Linked DNA regions of Zea mays: all the other regions are linked to region 3. A link is a contact called in public Hi-C data. All regions are on one chromosome and are shown on one strand. Each heading gives the region's core, a stretch centred on a gene start, on an enhancer-like site or on the middle of the called end of the contact. The rest is flanking DNA. Distances are from core to core; before and after follow the strand shown.

The links. Hi-C and Micro-C count contacts between places; a contact is called where the count stands out from the background.
Region 1: a contact with region 3 is called in a Hi-C map of bundle sheath, with 2.3 times the contacts expected there. The contact joins the promoter of LOC100281822 here to the promoter of LOC103632978 in region 3. A contact is called at or near these places in 4 of 25 Hi-C or Micro-C datasets (bundle sheath, ear, endosperm and 1 more).
Region 2: a contact with region 3 is called in a Hi-C map of leaf, with 4 times the contacts expected there. The contact joins the promoter of LOC100191192 here to the promoter of LOC103632978 in region 3. A contact is called at or near these places in 2 of 25 Hi-C or Micro-C datasets (endosperm and leaf).

What each region holds. Positions count from the first base shown.
Region 1 is chr7:142,049,107-142,052,655 of Zm-B73-REFERENCE-NAM-5.0, forward strand. It overlaps LOC100281822, which reads left to right and starts at 1,921. Exons shown (of 4, transcript NM_001154742.3): 1 at 1,921-2,107; 2 at 2,198-2,339; 3 at 2,734-2,822; 4 at 2,914-3,549. The coding sequence starts at 2,036.
Region 2 is chr7:142,421,816-142,425,423 of Zm-B73-REFERENCE-NAM-5.0, forward strand. LOC100191192 reads left to right here and starts at 1,320. Exons shown (of 7, transcript NM_001136627.3): 1 at 1,320-1,797; 2 at 2,626-2,759; 3 at 2,852-2,965; 4 at 3,386-3,481. The coding sequence starts at 1,456.
Region 3 is chr7:142,274,957-142,278,755 of Zm-B73-REFERENCE-NAM-5.0, forward strand. It overlaps LOC103632978, which reads right to left and starts at 1,848. Exons shown (of 9, transcript XM_020541162.2): 1 at 1,352-1,848; 2 at 157-466; 3 at 1-68. The coding sequence starts at 321.

The DNA of each region.
Region 1 (3,549 bases), core at 671-3,170, 230 kb before region 3:
CGAGATTCTTGTGTATAGAAGGGACATGATGCACGTTCTTCAGCTGCACGATCTTTCCCGAAGTAAACTTCAGATCCACCGTGTCAGTGCCATGAACAGAAGCATGTGACCCATTCCCCATTAGCACGGAAGAATCCCGGGCGCCCTGATAAGAAGAGAACAAGTTAATGTCAGAACACACATGAACGTTAGCACCAGTATCAAGCCACCAGCTAGGTGATTGAAATACTGAGAAGATGAAAGGTAAATTACCATACCCTTTGTCTTCCTCATTGCTAGCGACCACTGTGTTGACATTGCCCTTTTTGCCACGGCGATCCGCTCGATCAGGACAATCCTTGGCAAAATGACCCGCCTCGCCACATGCGAAACATGTCAATTCAGCCTTGTTCTTCTTCTTCTTGAAGTTGGTAGTTTTGTTGGGCTTGTTAGATTTTGGCTTTCCTTTCCCCTTGTTGTGGTTCCTTTGAACCATGTTGGCGCTGGAGTGTCCCTCGCCTCCTTTAGATCCCGTGTCCTTAGCCCGAGCTTTCTCCTCAACATCCAGAGACGCTATCAGATTTTCAACTGATATCTCCTGTCTCTTATGTTTCAGAGATGTGGCGAAGTTCCTCCATGTAGAAGGCAACTTTGCAATAATGCACCCAGCCACAAATCGGTCAGGAAGGACTATCTTAAGGTGGTCGAGCTCCTTGGCTATACACTGTATTTCATGAGCTTGCTCTACAATAGAGCGATTATCAACCATCTTATAATCATGAAAGCTCTCCATGATATACAGGTCACTGACAGCATCTGATGCACCATACTTAGTAGTAAGTGCATCCCACAACTCTTTCCCGTCTGTGTACTGAATATTCGCATCGACCAGACGGTCAACAAGGGCGCTAAGAACGGCTCCCGTAAAGATAGTATTGGTATGGTTGTACTATTTCTCATGTTCAGGAGTCAGTGGACCCTCAGGTCTGCCTTTACTAACATGGAAAACATTCATAGCAGTAAACCAGAGCGTGGCCTTGACTTGCCATCTCTTAAAGTGCATACCATTAAACTTTTCTGGCTTCAGCGCGTCGGCAAAAGCAGCCATAGAAAAACTAGAAAATTGTCTACAATAAGGTTTTTGGATTGTTGAATAATTATTCTAGATTAAATTTCGAATATAAATCATGACCAAATCAGAAGAACTGAAGTAAAAAACCAAATCAGATGATGCGTACTGATAGATGGCCGGAGACCTGCTCTCCTGATCGCAGATGCACGTCTGCGGTCGGGACGAAGGGAACTAAAAAGCGGCTCAGCTATGAAGAGAGGCGAAAGCGAAACTGGGATGATTTGGAGGCTGGCTGCCGGGCTCCTTTTATAGGGCCGAGTCCGCGACCCCCGATCTTATCCGCCCACGAAAATCTCGCGTTCAGGATTTCGGCGAACCATTCACGCGCATGTCGTGCGCCCGCGCACTTCGGCCCGGCCCGGGCCGAACGAGGCGAGCGAGCGCGTGTGGCTCTCCACACTCTCTTCTCTCATCCATGACTTGGTGAGTGAGTGTGGCTTCCATATTTAAGCTAGCTCTACTCCACTAGAGCTAGCAATATGGTGTTATTGGTTCCACCTATTCCCTTAGCCATACACTTATATGGGCTTTTGAGATTTTCATGGTATTTATTTGAATTTCTTAACTGGGCCTAGCCCATAAATCCTAACAGACACATGGAGAGAAAATAATCACCCTAAAAACAAAAAAAATCAAGCAAAAAAAAATGAATATCGCATTCAAAAGTTACCCTGCTAGATTTTTTTTTTTCGATTTTAATTCAGAAGTATAATCCCTTCTGCTAGAAACGTGAAGCTGACCTTACAGTGACCAACCATGCACATCTGATATTTGAAGTACAAAGCAACCGGCTCAATTCTGTCCACAACACTGCCTGAACCAGACCAACCGTATCAGCATCAGCGTACCGGCCGCGGAGGAGCCATCTCTCTCTCTCTCTCTCTCTCTCTCTCTCTCTCTCTCTCTCTCCAGGCGCATCAAGCCATGGCTGCTCCCAAGAAGACGATGAGAGCTCTGCGGTACGACAAGTATGGTGGAGGAGCTGAAGGCCTAAAGGTCCACTAACCACACTAGCACGTGCTGTTCCTGTCTTTCGTGTCCAAGTAGCTAGAGTCTTTTCTTGATGCTCTTGCTGCCTCGATTCAGCATGTGGAAGTGCCGGTCCCATCCCCGAGCAAGGGGGAGGTGCTGCTCAAGCTGGAGGCGGCCAGCATCAACCCCATCGACTGGAAAATTCAGAAGGGCATGGTCCGGCCCTTCCTGCCTAGGAAGTTCCCCTTCATACCAGGTACACTTTACATGTCTCAACGGCACGTTATGTAGCCTCAGATTGGCTCAGTAGACGCATGTCACATCACATGACCAGTGTCGATTGCGCGAACAATCGCCTGTCATCACATGACCACTGAATTATCTGAAGAAACTGAGGGTTTTTTGTTTGTTTGTTTTGCTTCAGCTCACTTAGTGTTTCTGATCCTGCTGTATATACTCTAATTTTGATCCTGCTGTATATACTCTAATTCGGAACCCTTGCCTTCATCATGGATACAAACTGCACTAGAACAACGTGTTGATCATACCAACCGTGGTCCGTGGACGATGTTCAAGACTTAAAATATATTGCACCTTACCATGTAATAATGCGAGAACTCCATCTTGTTTCTGTGCCAAAAAAAAAACAGTTGGAGACATGTCTGGCGAAGTGGTAGAGCTAGGCAGCGGTGTGACCGACTTCAAGCCAGGTGACAAGGTCATCTCCATCAGTTTCCCGGTAATATATTATCCTCACTTCGAATTCCATTTACTATTGCGTTACCCATCGATCCAGCAGCGACAAACTTACCTACCATCTCTGGAGGAAGAATGGAGGCGGGCTAGCCGAGTACGCGGTGGCGCCGGCGTCGCTCACAGTGGCACGGCCGCCGGAGGTGTCCGCGGCGGAAGGCGCGTCTCTGCCCACGGCCGCGTCCACCGCGCTGCAGCAGCTCAAGGCCGCGGGGGTAAGCAGCTTCGACGGCGGCTCCGGCTCCGGCTCCGGCTCTGGCGCCGACAGTGACGGCCCCAAGAACGTGCTGGTCACCGCGGCCTCCGGCGGCGTGGGCCACTACGCCGTACAGCTGGCCAAGCTGGCGGGGCTCCGCGTCACGGCCACCTGCGGCGCGCGCAACCTGGGCCTCGTCGCGGGCCTGGGCGCCGACGAGGTGCTGGACTACAAGACCCCCGAGGGCGCCAGGCTGCTGAGCCCGTCGGGCACCAGGTACGACGCGGTGGCGCACTGCGCGACTGGCACCCCCTGGTCGGTGTTCGCGCCGGTTCTGGCCGACAGGGCCACGGTCGTCGACGTCACCCCGGGGGTCGCCGCCGCGGCCAAGTCGTTCCTTCAGAAGGTCACCTTCTCCAGGAAGAGGCTGGTGCCGCTGGTCCTGATCCCCAAGAAGGAGGAGATGGAGTGGCTGGTGGAGATGACCAGGCAAGGGAAGCTCAGGACGGTGGTCGAC
Region 2 (3,608 bases), core at 70-2,569, 150 kb after region 3:
TTTCATTAAATTAAAACAACGCCACATCAAAGATAAAGATGTCTTGATCTACTAAGGTACTTCTTTCACAAACATTCGTTAGAATTGGGCACATCCTGATAGATTAATGCAAGATAATAAGATTTTGCAAAAAAAAAAAACTCAACTCTAGTGTAGTTTCCATTTAAACTTGTCCTCTTCGCTTAAGGGTGTGTTTGGTTGAGAAGTGAATAAGAACGGAGCGACCCATTCTTATTTTCTGAATGTTTGATTTCCATCAAAAAAAAGAGCGGAACGACACCTAAAGTTTTCATTTGAAAATTTAATATAAATAGTTAGAATGCTCCCGCTTCACCAAAACGATAGGATGCGAGTGCTCCCCCGAATGCGAGTGCTCTCCTCCCTCTCATTATCTCTACACTCATATGACTCTCTAACCAAACAAAGAACAGAACAACTTCACTCTATTCTACCCTTCAACCAAACAAAAAATTGAATGACTCTGTTCAACTTACCAAACATAGATTAAAACAACACATCTTAAAAATCTGGAATGAAATCGCTCCATTTAGTTAACTCATCAACAATTAAACACACCCTAAAATAATGTTGGACACCCGTGAAAGGAGACTTTCATAACACTAGCTTGTGACTAATAAGGTCTCTAGCTATCTGCGTTGTGATATATTTAGTGGATATGAGCTCCACACTTTGGCTCTTGTGTATCTTGTTTCTTGCAGGGTATGTTGTATAGTTGAGGATACTGATATCGTAAATTTTTACTCTATATGTCTCAATTTATAATTTGTTTAATTTTTTACTAACTTCGATCTGCTCATCTTATTTGTTTAATATGAATAAAATTAGCTAATAGTTAACCAACTATTTATCAGTTAGCTAATTACATCAGTAACTTTTTTTTGTTCTAACTATTAGCTCTAGATATTCAAACGGGGTCTAATTTGTTTTAAATCTGAATTGATGTTCATAGGCATAGCGGTTTTAGATTAAGGTCTGCAGTGCCTACGGAGATTCCATCAGACCCAAACGGTCCCGTTGCCATCCCTACCCTGTACGCTATACACATGCTGTGCCATCCCTACCCTGTACACTATACACATGCTGACACTCGCACCGCACACCGCACACCGCACGCGAAATCCAGTCGGCGCGACGACATCACCACCGCCGTAGAGTTGTGGACCACCACCGGCGCATGCACAGGGTCCAGAGATTTCCTTGTTCCTTCCTTTTCCCCACCGCCAGCACGTCGTCCAGCACGTCCTCGTTCCTATCGCCCCGTGCGCCCGGTCCACCGCCCGCCACCGTCCCTGGCCCCTTTTTCATATCCACTGTGCAGTGCCCGGCTGCCCGCCGCGCCAACCCCACCCCGCTCCGCCCGTGTAAACCAAACCCCGCTTCGGCGGCGGCGGCGACTGGCCCACGAGCCTTCTCGAACCGACGCATCCGCCACCCATGCTGCGCTGCCACACGCCACCGCAATGCGCCCGCGCGCCGCTCCGCCACCACGGAAGGTGGGAGTCGCCTCCGGCGGCGGCGCCCGCGGTGGTAGTGCGGTGCGCGCGGGGTGCGCCGCAGGTGTCCGGGATCGAGGCGGCTTCGCCGGGCCACGCGGCTGTCACGGCGGCGTTAGCTAAGGCGGAAGGGGGTGACGCGCGGCCCAGCCTGGCCGAGCGGCTGCGGTTGGGGAACCTCCTGGAGGACGGGCTATCGTACAAGGAGAGTTTCATCGTGCGCTGCTACGAGGTGGGGATCAACAAGACGGCCACCGTTGAGACCATCGCCAATCTCCTCCAGGTATGCTCGCGAGCTCGCGCCGTGGGGGGCTCTGCTTCCTAAAGTTCGGATCAGTGCCCTGCGGAGGCCAGATTTGTGGCGTGCTTTTCTTTATTGGATTCGGGCTATGCCTGGATTCAAGAGGTCGGATGTCTGGATCTGAATTTAGAACTCTCCAAACTTGTGCTACAATCAGAGCTCCTCTTTTGTGCTAGGATGGAATTGTGAAAGAGGAATATTGTTACTCCACAATTCTGTGCCATGCCCTTTGCTTAAGTTAGAGCTAGGGTGTAGCTTAGTTCGTGTTTGGTGGATTAAAATGGTATGACTGTCCCGGTCTTGTTAGTGTTGCAAAGTGGTAAATCGCCCACAGAAATTTGCTCCTAGTGTGCATGCAACAAATTGACCACTCCAATGCTAAAACCTAGTGCAATTTTCTTTGTCTGCCAGTCCTCGGAGAAGCGATCAGAGCCTTAAACTGGCGTGCCGAAATATCTCATGGGCAACTATGAGTTGAGTCATGGGCTGACTACTTAGAAGAACATGGGGTAGTTGTCACCGGCACCAATTTCCTGGATGTGCTTGCTTTGGCATGCACACACGAAATTTCATATAGGGTACAGATCGCTGGAGTTAGTGGTGGTGGAATTGGTTTGTGATCCAAGTTCAAAAGTTAAAATCACACCAAATGGGACATGGGCAACTCCATTGGTTCGGATTTTATCAATTGATTCTTAAGTATCAATATTACTGCCATTTATATAAGGCCTACTATAAACAAGTGTACCAATGTTTTTTTATTCCCTATATTTTTTGTATCTTTAATTGTAAGCATTTTTGTAAATACAGGAGGTAGGATGTAACCATGCACAAAGTGTTGGGTTCTCCACTGATGGCTTCGCCACGACCACTACAATGAGAAAACTTGGACTTATTTGGGTGACGAACAGAATGCACATTGAGATCTACAAGTACCCAGCTTGGTAGTTTTTTAAGCTTACATTGAAGCTTTGTTTGCACCTTTTACCCCTCTTTGGTAAGGTTTGATCCTGACTGGTAACTCTGCTGCTGGTAGGGGTGATGTTGTTGAGATCGAAACATGGTGCCAAGAAGATGGAAGAATTGGTACCCGTCGTGATTGGATCCTCAAGGACCTAGCTAATGGTGAAGTTATTGGCAGAGCTACCAGGTACTTGCTGATAGCTTCTTGAGTGTAATACAGGTCACAGGACCTAAAATTTTTCCGTCAGATGGCATGGTAGCCATCACATTTCTATCTCTTGGCAAATAACAGAAAAAATCATTCCCATCTTGTTAGGCGAGTGGTGTAGACTTTTAGGTGATTGATAAACTTCTGTGGATTTTAACATGCCTGTTCCTCTTGGTCGCACTTACCATTCACTCAAATATGTTGGCCATATCTGTTATTGCTGTCTCTACTTAAAGCAGCCTTGATATTTAGGAAGTGAGATCAATTTATGCTGCTTTAGCAGCACAGCAGTATTGGGCCTATCAGATCTATTCTTTGTTGTCTTTTAGTTCAAAATTTTCCATATCTTTTATCACAATGTACAGTACACGTAACAGAGTTGTATTGTTTATTCTCTAGCAAGTGGGTCATGATGAACCAAAATACACGGAGACTTCAGCGGGTCAGTGATGACGTGAGGGATGAGGTGTTTATGCACTGTCCAAAGGCTCCAAGGTAAAGCGACTCAATTTTGTTCTCGATGTTCTGCATAGACATGCACTCTTGTTATTTTCATGCAATCCATAAACTCAAAAGTGCCCAAGTAGCTCTGCCCTTTTGGAACCTTAGTCTATTTGAAGTT
Region 3 (3,799 bases), core at 598-3,097:
ACTGGGAACACGGCGTTGAGGACCTCCGCGAGGCCGGCGCCGAGCAGAAGCTTGAGGTCCCTCCTCACCTGCGCGCATAGAAACTCGCCACTCGCTTAGCGGGGTGGGAGGTTTCATCAGGAGATGTAGAGCAGTAGAGGAGCGACCGGGCCTCACCTTGAGGAGGTATTGGAAATAGGCGGCGCCACGGTGCTGGTTCCGGTGCTTGTACACCAGGCGCTCCAGCACCCCCGCCTCCGCCTGCAGGTGACGCAGAGCAGCCCGCAACCGCTGCTCCTCATCGCCCTCCCCAGCAGTGCCGGTCTCCGACCTCAGCGGCATGGCCTACGGCGTGTGGCGGCGGATGGCCTCGTTCGTAGCGCGGCGCGGAAGTACTTTGGGCCAAGATGGGTGCGATGGTCGTAGAATCGAACTTTGAGGACTCGACGTACGTATATGGGCTGTATCGTCTGACCCGGTCAGATGTCTGTTTGAAACACAGAAATTTTATTACAGTTATATATTACAGAAACTCAATTACAGTTATATATTCTCAAATATTTTATGCATATTTTATTTTTGTTTAATCTACTGTTCCTATAGTCCCACCCCCTCACAATGTGTTAGTAAATTTTCTATTTTCTATTTTAGTTAATTAATAACAATATTATTTGTATCTTGATTTATTATCCTTCTTTTATAATAATAGTAGAAGAAAAATATTTTACACTGAGAATCTGAGATATGGTGGCAATTGTTACAATCTATATAGTCTAGTTTCCCTAAGACCACATGTAGAAATTTTAATAAATCTCAAAGGTCCAATATCTATGTCTTCTAATGGATTCCACGAGTAAAGATGAAAGGCGCAACATTAATTAGCAATATATAGCGTGTGAGTATTGAATTAGTATTTTTCTCTTTTGGTTGTTGCGTTATCAATAGTTTCTCCATCACAGCGTCTACGTACACGCGCTGTTCGAGAGGTCTCCAAAAATCTAGTTCTTGCGAAAGATACACACCTCATGATTCAGTGTCTCTGTTCACGTTTAATCTAACTACCGATTTATGTTCATGTTGTTTGAGGTGACTAGTGTACGAGCTATACTCACACTATTTTTTGTATCCATGTTATTTAATCTGAGTTATGTACGAACTATGTTTATATTTGTTTTAAAGATTGTCGCTGTCTGTGTTCTGTTATTAATCTAAAACAGTGGCGGACGGAATTCAGGGGGCCAAAAACCACATGACAAAATCAACTAATAAACAACTACATTATAAACAACTACTGCCGCATAGCCGCATAGAGTTCAAGGTGTCAGTTATCAGTTATGCAAAATTGCAAATCTAGCATAGCTTGTTTGCTTACCTTCCTGACTGCTTGCCTTGATGGAAGGGAGCGGAGACCGACGGGCCGGGTCGTCGCAAGCGCTACTCGCCTGTGCTGCACCGGAAGACGAAAGCGGATGAGCGAGGCGCCGGGGCCAACGTCGCGCCGGGCCGGGAAGTGGACGGAGGCGCCGGGCACTGTGTGCCGCCACGCCGGCCGCCAGGGCTGGGGCTGGTCCCTAGACGCTGAGCCTGGATGCCTGGACCTGGACGGGCACATGCATACAAGAAGCCAAGAAGGCAAGAAGTGGCGGCGGCTTGACAATTGACAGAGAGAGGCACATGGGAAGAAGCAAGCCGAAGATAGCTATTGGGCCTCGGCTTGACAAAGAGAAGGCCCAATAAAGTTGATTTTAGTCTATTATGCCTTTTACATTTTCTGTATTTTATAGTAAATTATATTACACATATAAATACTGTCAAAATTTCAGGGGGACTATGGCCCACTTTGCCCCCTGTGGGTCCGCCCCTGATTCTAAAAATTGTCTACTTTTCAACCGTAAACACTAGTATAATAGTACCATATGATCCACTGATCCAGGGGGATGGTGTGGGGCGGCGTCCGGCGTGGATAGGAAAGGATCGAACTGTATCTGCAGAGGACGTCGCTTTCTTTCCTGCACACAGAGGCGACCTCCATCTGAAGAACGCTGTGAGTGATGGACCATGGCCCATGGGACCTCTGTAGGCTGTAGCCCATGCAGGTGGACGATGCAGCTCAACCACCGATCTGCCTAGGGACACAGTTTTGGTCATGCCAACTCGACAGATGTGGATCGGAGCCATTGTTAAATCTGAGAACCATGTATGGGAACGGGATCCTAGACTGCTGCAGAATCGATCTGCTGGCCCTGGAACAATGGCGTTTCCCGCGTACAAATATTCTCTCCCAGCCAATACTACGCGCAAATGGGCACACCGCAACGGCCGGCACTACACTCCACGGATCGGCCGTGTAATCTTGTGAGCTACACGGCAATCCCTCCCAGCGATGCGCGCTTGTCCTCGTGTGCCCTCTCGGTGCCTCCTCTCAACTGGTGTCTCGTCGCTGCGGCAGCAGGCCGTCGCAATCATGCGCGCTGTCGCCGTTCCCAAAAGACAAGCGGTGCAGGGACAAACCTGTCTGTCCGGCCGGGGTTGCCGCACCGGTCGTGCCTGAGAGCACAACTCGATCTCGCCGCCGGCCGATCCCGCCTCGCCATGTGTCCCTCGGCTCGGCCTCGGCGGCATGATCTGCGCATATGCAACATGATGAGTTACCGAGCATGGGATGGGTGACGAGGGGTGGATGGCATCATGGTAGAGGCAAGTTGTTGGGTCCATGCTTCGTCGCCGAAGGTCTTATAGGAAGAAGCGGTCTTCGGCTGAAGCTGTTTGCATAAGATGGCCGAAGGTTCCTCTTCATGAAGCTTCGGTATTACAAACCGACTTAAAGATAGAATGACCTTTTAGTCCATAAAGGTCTGAGTCAATGTTGTAAACTTTTATAAGGGGCATACTTGTAATTCCTCACAGGCTGCGTCCTGTGCCTATAAATAGTGAATAGTATTCCTTTACTGTTCACGGATTCTGGTAATTGTAATCGCATCTTTCGGGAACCAACCTTTGCCAAGGCAGAGGTATTATTGTATTCAATGATTCAATATATTAAGTAAATACAATATAATTCGTCTATGATTTATTTACCCTTTTATACACTATACCACAACCTAGCTATAACGACTTACTTACAGTCGGTATAAACCGTTATAGCAACGTACTATCAGTCGCTATAGAGTTATACCGACTAACACTTTCTGACGCTGTAAGTGGCGTCGGCATAAACATATAGCGACAGACATGTTTATACCGACGGACGGTTAGACGTTAAAAAGATATACCGACTAACATATTTATCTCGACAGACAGTCTGTTAGAACTTATACCGACACACTGTCTGATGCGATATATGTATTTTTACCGACTAACAATCAAACGCTACGACTATATGAGCCTAAAAAAATATATTACTAGCAGTTTCCAATTATCATCAACATCAGATAACAATTGTACTGCATTCATACATAGCAATTGTACTGCATTCATACATAGCTCATGTTGACATAGCTCATGTTTTCATTCATGACAATAACAATTGTACTGCATTCATACATAAAGTTCACAAGTTTGCTTTTGTTGTAATAAAGATCAAAATAAGTAGCAACAACACTAAGTTTGGCTTGTGAAAGCTCAGAGATACTAGCTAGTACAACCACATGTTGGTTTCACAATTTTAAGTTCACTTGCAAATTTCTCTTTTGGAGAAAATACAAAACAAAATATCTAGCCATCCATCTAAAAGAACTTTTGATCTTTCTTGTTGTAGCATCCATAGGCACCACCGCGATCTGCTTGCTATTGTCATCATGGAGTAAACAAGTGACTTACT